2 separate regions of the Capra hircus genome follow, and region 2 is linked to region 1. A link is a contact called in public Hi-C data. All regions are on one chromosome and are shown on one strand. Each heading gives the region's core, a stretch centred on a gene start, on an enhancer-like site or on the middle of the called end of the contact. The rest is flanking DNA. Distances are from core to core; before and after follow the strand shown. Region 1 has its middle 9.3 kb from the start of TRNAM-CAU. Region 2 holds the start of VPS36 (vacuolar protein-sorting-associated protein 36).

Region 1 (4,961 bases), core at 161-2,660:
TGTTAACATTAAGAGGGGGTTAGAGGAAGGTAGCAGAGAAGGCGATGGCACCCCACTCCAGTACTCTTGCCTGGAAAATCCCATGGACGGAGGAGCCTGGTAGCCTGCAGTCCATGGGGTCGCTAAGAGTCGGACATGACTGAGCGACTTCACTTTCATGCATTGGAGAAGGAAACGGCAACCCAATCCAGTGTTCTTGCCTGGAGAATCCCAGGGATGGGGGAGCCTGGTGGGCTGCTGTCTATGGGGTCGCACAGAGTCGGACACGACTGAAGCAACTTAGCAGCAGCGGCAGCAGAGGAAGGTAGATTTGAATTTTTTTCTAAAAATCTAAAATTATTTAAAATTAAAAATTTTTAACACCTTGGGTCAAATCTCAACAACTGAATTTATTAGTTCTATGACCTTTCTGGGCCTCATTTTTCTTACTAATAACAGGGAGTTAGGAAGGATGATCCCTAAGCCCATTCTGGAAAGTGAAGTGAAAGTGAAAGTCGTGTCAGACTCTTTGTGACCCCTGGAGTGGGTAGCTGTTCTCTTCTCCAGGGGATCTTCCCAACCCAGAGATTGAACCCAGGTCTCCCACACTGCAGCTGAGCCACAAGGAAAGCCCAAGAATACTGGAGTGGGTAGCCCACCCTCTCTCCAGCAGATCTTCCCAGCCCAGGAATAAAACTGGGGTCTCCTGCATTGCAGGTGGATCTTCACCAACTGAGCTACCAGGGAAGCTCATTCTGAAGAACAGCAGAATCGCTTTCTTGCCCACAGTGTTTGACTTGCTTTACTTCTGCAGACCACATGCAGCGGATGTTGAAAGTGGGGAATCTTGAAAACAGTCATGAAATGATAATTGCAGATAATTCCTCTCTGAAGTTCAAGTTTCCAATTTAAGGCAGAATAATACAGGACTGGAGAATTGTTCCCAGCTCATTAGGGTTTAGAAGCTGCTTCAATAGAGATCATGCCAAGAGGAAACTTACTCACTCAAAAGTACTGCTAGAGAAAGAGAGTTTTAGTTTTAGTCCAGAAGAAAACATAGAAAAATAGAATATTAGCTGTTGAAGAGTAAAGGAATTATGAGAAGTCACTTTGTTTCAAAGTCTCCTTAATGTCACCATTGTCTTTTTAGAATTAAAGATACATCTGCCAAAATTTTTTACTTAGTTCTTGTACTTGTAATGGATAAACATACTGTTGAAACTTGCCATCTCTCTAATCCCAGCATCTTGGAAGAATGTCTTAGGAATGCTCTGGTAGTTAAAATACAAATCAACTTGGCAGTGTTCATTTCCCCTGATACCCTCCCACACACCCACACATGCATTTCTCTTGACCACTAGGACATTCCAAGCTCTCTCCTTCCAACAGCATCTGCCTCCCCGCTCTCATTCTCCTGTGGGCCCTTCATCCCTGAGAACACACGGCATTCTATCCAAGCGTGAATCTGAACTCAAGATGTTGTTGTTTAGTTGCTCAGTTCAGTTCAGTCACTCAGTTGTGTCCGACTCTTTGCGACCCCATGGACTGCAACACGCCAGGCTCCTCGGTCCATGGGATTTCCCACCCAAGAATAGTTCTTCTCCAGGGACCTTCCTGAACCAGGGATTGAACCCACATCTCCTGCATTGCCAGGCAAATTCTTTACTGCTGAACCACCAGGGAAGCCCAAGGATACAACACCTCAAACTAGGCAAGATCCCTCTTTTATTATACTTTCCAAGTTCAGCAAGGTTTTCTTTAGTCACTGACAGTCAGAAATTTCCGTCTTATTTATCTATCTTTTTCTTTCAAAATTTCAAAGTTCTACTCATCCAGGGTCTTTCTCAATCGAACAAAAGCCAATTGTTTTTGTACACTTTCTAACTGTTATAGGAAGTTGAGTTTTAAGTTTACTGGAAATTTTCTGCAATCAAATCTCTGTAGAGTATGAATTACCCAGAAAACTCTCCAGGAGCCCATTTAGAATTATTTACTTTCAGAAAAACTAGCAAGACCTTCTCATGAGTCTTACCCTATGGGGTTTTCATAACCAGATGGCCCACAGAAAGTGCATGTTTGCAGCGTTACTCAGCATCCTTATAGGGTAAGAAAGCTCCATGTTGGTGATAAAGGTGTTAAATCAGAGCTTATTGGGATTACATGACCCCTTTCAGTTGCCTGGGACTCCGCCTGGTTGTGTAATAATAGCCATCTACCCAAAGGCAGCTCCTTTGCCACCAGTCCTGGTTCTACCAGGGACTGGCTTTCATCCCAGACTGGATTAATCTGGCTATTTGAAGATTTATCCCTTCATGCACCAAAACAGAAATATGATTTAAATTGTTCTCTATGAAATGTTCATGTATTTACCCTTCTTTGCTTTTAAAATAGAAGATCAGTTCAGTTCAGTTCAGTCGCTCAGTCATCTCCGACTGTTTGCGACCCCTTGGACTGCAGCACGCTCGGCCTCCCTGTGCATCACCAACTCCTGGAATTTACTCAGACTCATGTCCATTGAGTCGGTGATGCCATCCAACCATCTCATTCTCTGTTGTCCCCTTCTCCTCCTGCCTTCAATCTTTCCCGGCATCACGGTCTTTTCAAATAAGTCAGTTCTTCGCATTAGGTGGCCAAAGTATTGGAGTTTCAGCTTCAACATCAGACCTTCCAATGAACACCTGGGACTGATCTCCTTTAGGATGGACTGGTTGGATCTCCTTGCAGTCCAAGGGACTCTCAAGAGTCTTCTCCAACACTACAGTTCAAAAGCATCAATTCCTTGGTGCTCAACTTTCTTTATAATCCAACTCTCACATCCATACATGACTACTGGAAAAACCATAGCTTTGAATATACTGCATATGATTTACCTAGGTTTAAATAGAATATACTGCATATGATTTAACATTTCTGGATGAACCCTATGACAAAACGTGATGCCCTGTGACTACGGAAATGTATAACATTGTCTGATTTTGTTTCAATCATTCCAGGCTCACACTCTTTTGGATTCTTAGGTCATACTTTTAGTTTTTTCTCCTCCACTGCCAAGGTGTCACTATTACCACTGTGCCTTTTAGTGCACACTGCAGCTACTTCTTATCCCCTGTGGGTGAGGGGATGAGATGTCTGTTATCACAATACCACATGTATTAAGAAAATAAGTCTATAGATCCAGAGAGAGGCCTGGTAACCTCTCACATGATTAACATACATGAGATTTGAGTATGAGTCAAAAGAAGTGACGGAAGCTAGAAAGGAAATAAAATGATGCATTGGAGTTCATTATGGAAAAATCTCTTTGAGCAGCCAAATTACAAAAACATAAGACTGCATTGTTCTTTAATTAAGGTGTATTGCATACACAACACAATGTGTACATCTTCAGTATACAGTTTAATGTTTTGACAAATGTATACACCTGTGCGTGCACGCTAAGTCACTTCAGTCGTGTCTGACTCTTTACAACTCCATGGATCATAGCCCACCAGGCTCCTCTGTCCATGAGATTCTCCAGGCGAGAATACTGGAGTGGGTTGCCATGCCCTCCTCCAGGGGATCTTCCTGACCCAGGGGTTGAACCCATGTCTCTTATGTCTCCTGCACGGGCAGGTGGGTTCTTTACCACTAGTACCACCAGGTAAATCCAGTATATACTTATGTAACCCCATTACTCAAAGCAAGATTCAGACCATTTCCAACATGCAGAAGTTCCTTTGTGCCCTTTCAAGCCAATGCCCATCACACATCCCCAAAGACAACGGTGGTTCTGATTTCTGGTGCTATAGTATTTATTTGCCTGTCCTTGGACTTTACATAAATGGAATCATGCAATATACTCTCTTCTATGTCTGGCTTCTTTTGTTTAATATAATGTTTTGGAGGTTCAAGCTGCTGCATGTATTGGTGGCTTATTCTTTTTTATTGTTGAGTAGTGGTGAATTACGGGGCTTCCCAGGTGATACAGTGGTAAAGAATCTGCCTGCAATACAGGAAGCATGTGTTGAGTCCCTAGGTTGGGAAGATCCCCTGGGGAAGGAAATGGCAACCCACCCCAGTATTCTTGCCTGAGAAATCTCATGGACGGAGGAGACTGGTTGGCCACAGTCCATGGGGTTGCGAAGAACTGGACATGACTGAGTGACTGAGCGCACATGGTAGGGCATTATACATATACAGCTCAATCTGTTTATCCAGCCTTCTGTTGATGGAATTTGGTTTATTTCTAGTTTGGTGCTATTATGACTAGAGCCCTATAAATATTTAAATATAGGTCATTTGTGGACATGTTTTTATTTCTCTTGGGTAAATACCTAAGAGTGGAATTTTTTTAAATAGGCCAATCTTACTACTTGTATTTATAATGACTTCATATACATAATCATTTCTTAAACATTATTGATTGGCTTTTAATTTTTAGTTAATCTATAACAAAGCCAGTGAAATGTAACTAGAGTTACAGGAGAGAGAAAGCAGCAGAGAAGAGAGTATAGTAAGTAGAAGGAACAACACTTGCAAAGGCCCTGAGGAGGAAAATATTTGATGTATCTGGGGAGTTGCGTGAAAGCTTTGTGGCTGGAGCAAATAACGTCTGAAAGAAATGGTAGTAGGAATTGAAGCTGATGGGACGGAGGGGTCAGACTACATAGGGTTTAGTAGGTTGCATTAAGCATGCTAGATTTGGGAATTCTCTGGTGGTCCAGTGGTTAAGCGGAGAAGGCAATGGCACCCCACTCCAGTACTCTTGCCTGGAAAATCTCATGGATGGAGGAGCCTGGAAGGCAGTAGTCCATGGGGTCGCTGAGGGTCAGACATGACTGAGCACCTTCACTTTCACTTTTCACTTTCACGCATTAGAGAAGGAAATGGCAACCCACTCCAGTGTTCTTGCCTGGAGCATCCCAGGGACGGGGGAGCCTGGTGGGCTGCCATCTCTGGGGTCGCACAGAGTCGGACACGACTGCCGTGACTTAGCCTTAGCC
Region 2 (5,050 bases), core at 1,830-4,329, 85 kb after region 1:
ATTCAGTAAGATAGTCACCTCATATGCCCACTGAGATGATTAAATTATGAAAAGCTTCTGGCACACAGTAGGTACTATGTCTATTCAAGGTGTGCTTGCTTTAATGTATTTCACACTCACAAAGAGCCAGAAGATACAAGGTTGAATAGAGAGCACCCACTGGTCTTAGCCCTGAGCCTGCTGGCTGGGGGAATAGGTTGAGTGCAAAGCTAAGAAGGCTGGGAGGTCTGCACTGCGGTGCTGAGAGGGGGCAAGTGAGAGATTCTGAAAGGGCCCCTGCTCACATATGGAAGCTGATGTGCAGCTTCCTGGAGTCCTCAGACCACGGGCCATCTGGACCCCTTCCAGCAGAGCGAGGAAGCCAGGACACAAGACTGCCCCTGGGACTCAGTTTGGCCTTAGGTGATACTAGAGAAGGCTCAGCAGCGACTGAGTAGATCTGGCCTGGGGACCACAGTGCCTTAGAGCTCTGCTTCGATTCCAAGACCCGTACAGCCCTCCCGCAGCACCCCCAGCTTGCAGAACAGTCACGAATTCTTGACTAACAACAAGGACCTACTGTATAGCACAGAGAACTATATATCTCATAATAACTTCATTGGAAAAGACCCTGATGCCGGGAAAGATTGAGGGCAGGAGAAGTGGGCGACAGAGGATGAGATGGGTGGATGGCATCATCAACTCAATGGATATGAATTTGAGCAAACTCTGGGAGACGGTGAAGGCCAGGGAGGCCTCGAATGCTGCAGTCCATGGGGTCACAGAGTCTCACATGACTGAGCAACTGAACAACAACAAATAGCCTGTAATATAACAATTGAATCATTTTGCTGCATACCTGAAACTGACACAGCATTGTAAATTAACTATACTTCAGTAACAAGAATTGGTTATTTTTTTAAAAAAGAATTGACTTAAAAGGCTCAACTAAATTTTTCCCATAACTTTTTTCTTAATCCTCTGATACCTATATCTACTTGTCCCAAAAACAAGCAGAAATACAAATAAAGGAAAAACTAAAATTTGCTGATTCAGCAATGGTTTTTTTTTCATATCCAACTACTAATAGTTTTGATTTTTTATTGTTTTAAAGACATTATAGTTATATTGTGTGTTAGCCAAGATGTCTCTAATTTGCATATTGGAATTACGGTAGAACAACACTGCCGTGATCTGCAAAAGCAAGACTGCTGTCAGAGGGTGACTTTGGAGCTGTGTTTGAAAACCAGTTGTGTGGGGAAGTTCCAGTCCCCTGGGGAAGGGGACATTGATTAAGCTTCCCAGTCACCACAGTTCCAAACGTGGAAACTTGGTTTACAAAAACAAAGACATTTAGCTAATCATGCCAAGCAAAAGATGCAAACCCAATTTGAGATCAAGTTCATAAAAGTACTGAAGCAGTAAAAAGAGCTGTTGTTTAGTTCCATAACCCGTGTCCGCCTCTTCCACCCCAGGGACTGTAGCCCACCAGGCTCCTCTGTCCATGGGATCCTCCAGGCAAGAATACTGGGGAGGGTAGCCATTCCCTTCTCTGGGGGAATCTTCCTGACCCAGGGATTGAACCCATGTTTCCTGCCTTAGCAGGCGGATTCTTAACCAGCTGAGCCACGGAGGAAGCCAGGAAACAGTTTCTGCTGCTGCTGCTGCTGCTGCTAAGTCGCTTCAGTCATGTCCGACTCTGTGCAACCCCATAGACGGCAGCCCACCAGGCTCCCCCGTCCCTGAGAGTCTCCAGGCAAGAACACTAGAGTGGGTTGCCATTTCCTTCTCCAATGCATTAAAGTGGAAAGTGAAAGTGAAGTCGCTCAGTCGTGTTAGACTCTTTGCAACCCCATGGACTGCAGCCCACCAGGCTCCTCCGCCCATGGGATTTTCCAAGCAAGAGTACTGGAGTGGGGTGCCATTGCCTTCTCCGAAACTGAGTTTCTAAGTCCAAACAAAAGAAAAGATCTCGACCCAATAATGGAAACATGCAAAAATGCCCTCGAGGAGGCAGGGCAACGGGGTCCCCAGGCATGTCAGCGTGCCTCGGGTGGCTGTGTAAGCCCCGCCCTGGAAGGAAGGAGGCCTCAAGCTACTCTCAAGTACAGACAGGAAAAGCTCTGGGTCAGGCAACGAGTTCCAAAGTACAGGAGGAAGTTTCTCTCTAAGGAAACTGCAAGGAAGGACAAGGTAGCAAGTGAAAACTTCTGGAAACTAAAAATGCTGATAATTTTTTCCCCCTAATTCCAGCTCATACATTTCATTCAGAACAGGATGATCGTTCGTAGTATGACGGTAGTCTCCAGTGAATGTTAACGTGTCCGTGAAACACAGGTAATATTTCTCCTTGCCATCTGCAAACACAGCTCTTTATGGTTTACGTTTGGATTACCAGGCACGGCCTGTTCCATCACTCGACAAAACAATCAAACCTCCTTTCCAACGTCTCTTCCGGACCACGAGCAATCCACACACACAGAGCCTCTGGCCGAGGCGTCCCAGGAGAGGCGGGCTTTTCTCTTCGGAAATCCTTTCGGTTCGCCCCGCTCCCGCTCCGGCCAGGACCGCCCTGTCCCCCCGGTTCCCCCAGGTCCCGGCGCCCGAAGCCACGCCCAGTTCGGGAGCGCAGGACCCGGCGGCCTCGGGACAAAGGCGGAACCGGCCTGCCCGGCGCGATCGGGGGCGAGGACTCGGGGTTCCCTGCCCGCGTCCGCCGTGCCGCCCGGAGCGGGGGTCTCTGCCCGGGCTGGGAGAGGGGCGCCGCCCGCGCGCTCCCCGCGGGAGCCGTTCCCGAGTCGGGCCGGAGCCCGGCGCCCGGCGGGCGTGGACAGCGGGGGCGGCGCCGATCGGCGAGGCCAGCCGGGGAGCTGGGGTCGCGGAGCGAGGCCCGGCCGGCCGCCGCCCTACCTTCTCCTCGCCGTCGTAGATGCGCACCCCCCGCTGCTGGATCACCAGCGTCTCGTTGATCTCCAGGAGGCCGCTGGTCCACACGAAGCGGTCCATGGCCGCCGCCTGGCCGGCCTCCGCCGCTCGCCCGCGCTGGCGCTCCGGGACGGCGAGCCGAGCCGCCGGGCAGCCTGCGGCGCCCCCTGGCGGCGGGCGGGGCGGAGGCCGGCAGGGAGGGAGCTGTCTGGCCCCGGAGCCCTGCGGAGCGCGCGCGGCCGCGGGGCGCCCGGGGACGTGGAGACGTGCTTGGTGCGCCCTCTGGCGGTCCATCGGCCACAGTCCCAATGGGGACGTCCACCCTATCCTTTGTCCTTTTTCAGTCGCTCAGTCGTGTCGGACTCTTTGCGACCCCATGGACTGCAGCACAGCAGGCTTCCCTGTCCTTCACCATCTCCCGGAGCTTGCTCAAACTCGTGTCCATAGAGTCAGTGATGCCATCCAACCATCTCGTCCTCTGTCGTCCCCTTCTTCTCCTGCCTTGAATCTCTCCCAGCATCAGGGTCTTTTCTAATGAGTCGGCTCTTTGGCTCTTCGCAACCGGTGGCCAAAGTATTGGAGCTTCAGCTTCAGTCCTTCCAATGAATATTCACGATTGACTTCCTTTAGGATTGACTGGCTTGATCTCCTTGCAGTCCAAGAGACCCTCAAGAGTCTTGGTCCTCAGCCGCAAACCCAGAGATTACAAGAGACTTTTAGGGAGCCTAGAACGCAGCTTGGACTTTCTGATTGTACACTATTCCTGCATATTTGTGCCCTTTTCTTGTCACTTCCCAGCATGCTGCCGCGTTCATTAAAGCCTGTCATTGAATACTTTTTTCCCAGATGAATATTTATGACTGATTTGTTTTCACACAGCTTCAATCAATATGTAAGTACTATTTTGTAAAAAAAAAAAGTACTATTTTGCGCCCCACTTTTTTTCCAATTAAAATCCTTTTCATTTAAACATTTCCAGTATTAACACAGACTTCACAAATTTACTCTAGATAGTGTTTCAGGACTATATAGATCTATTATAATTCACCTGTGGATGGGTCTCTGCAAACCAGTGCCTGACTGCCACTCCCACCTGCTGGGCCTTGGCTGCTGTCCCTTTCATTTCTTTCTCTACCTTGCATTATAAGTGAAGCACCTGTATTTGTACTTCTACAACTGATATGTATTTTCCCCTTTCGGATTATTTTCTTAGAGTGTCTTCCCAAAGTAGGATGACTGCTTTTAAGAGTTTGAACCCATGTTTTGCAAACCTGCTACATATTGGGAACTTATTGAGGCAGAACGTAGTGCCACCAGCAAATTGTTCTTCATCCAAGCCAAGTTACCCTGGCTACATTAGATGTTATAATTTTTGTTGGTTTTTTTTTTGCCACTTGACAATTATTATTTTAATTTACTTTTTTTTTCTTTTTATTTATTTATTTATTTTTATTTTACTTTACAATACTGTATTGGTTTTTTTAATTTACTTTAAATGGAGGATAATTACTTTACAATATCATATTGGTTTTGGCCATATATCCACATGAATCGGCCAAGGGATAAATGTGACCCCCACATCCTGAACCCCCTCCACCCCCCTCCCCTCTATTCTTTTTTCCTATTTTCACTTACCAATGAGACAATTTCTCAATACCTTTGAATCAAAAGAAGATCTTCATCCTGAAGAGTGGCTAACACTGTGGACAACTCCTGCTCAAGAGCTGGGGAATATTCATTTACACCGAAGCACACAGGTCAGGGGAGGAAGGGGTGTGGAGAAAGAGATGGAGAAGGAGCTGCTTATGGGTAAGGTAGGGAGACAACCAGGAGGGTGTGGGGTTCTGGAAGCCAAGAGAAGAGGGGGTACCGTGAGGAGGAAAGCTGGGCTGTGACAATTCTGCTGGTGGGGCAGGTGCTGGGGGACTGATCCCTGTTTTTCTCACGTGGACATTTTGGTGGCCTAGGCAGGAGTGGTCCAATGGGGTGGTGGAAGAAAAAATCCTCATGATCTGATTTTAAAAGAGAAAAAGAGGAGGGGACTTACAGACAGGGAGCATAGATGATCCTTTTGAGGAATTTTTCTGCCAAGGAAAGCAAAGAAATGGGTTGGTTTCTTTGCTCAAAAACAGAAGGGGAAGTGAGA

What was found. A called contact is a pair of places that touch in the nucleus more often than the background predicts.
Region 2: a contact with region 1 is called in a Hi-C map of blood, with 3 times the contacts expected there. The contact joins the promoter of VPS36 here to the enhancer-like site in region 1. A contact is called at or near these places in 3 of 5 Hi-C or Micro-C datasets (blood and liver).

What each region holds. Positions count from the first base shown.
Region 1 is chr12:64,969,176-64,974,136 of ARS1.2, forward strand. No RefSeq gene overlaps it. Among named protein-coding and RNA genes, the nearest start is that of TRNAM-CAU, 9.3 kb to the left of the region's middle. Within about 2 kb of position 1,411, at least 1 of the 5 cell types and tissues checked has an H3K27ac peak or open chromatin away from gene starts, as enhancers often do.
Region 2 is chr12:65,052,737-65,057,786 of ARS1.2, forward strand. It overlaps VPS36 (vacuolar protein-sorting-associated protein 36), which reads right to left and starts at 3,080. Exons shown (of 14, transcript XM_018056691.1): 1 at 2,890-3,080. The coding sequence starts at 2,985.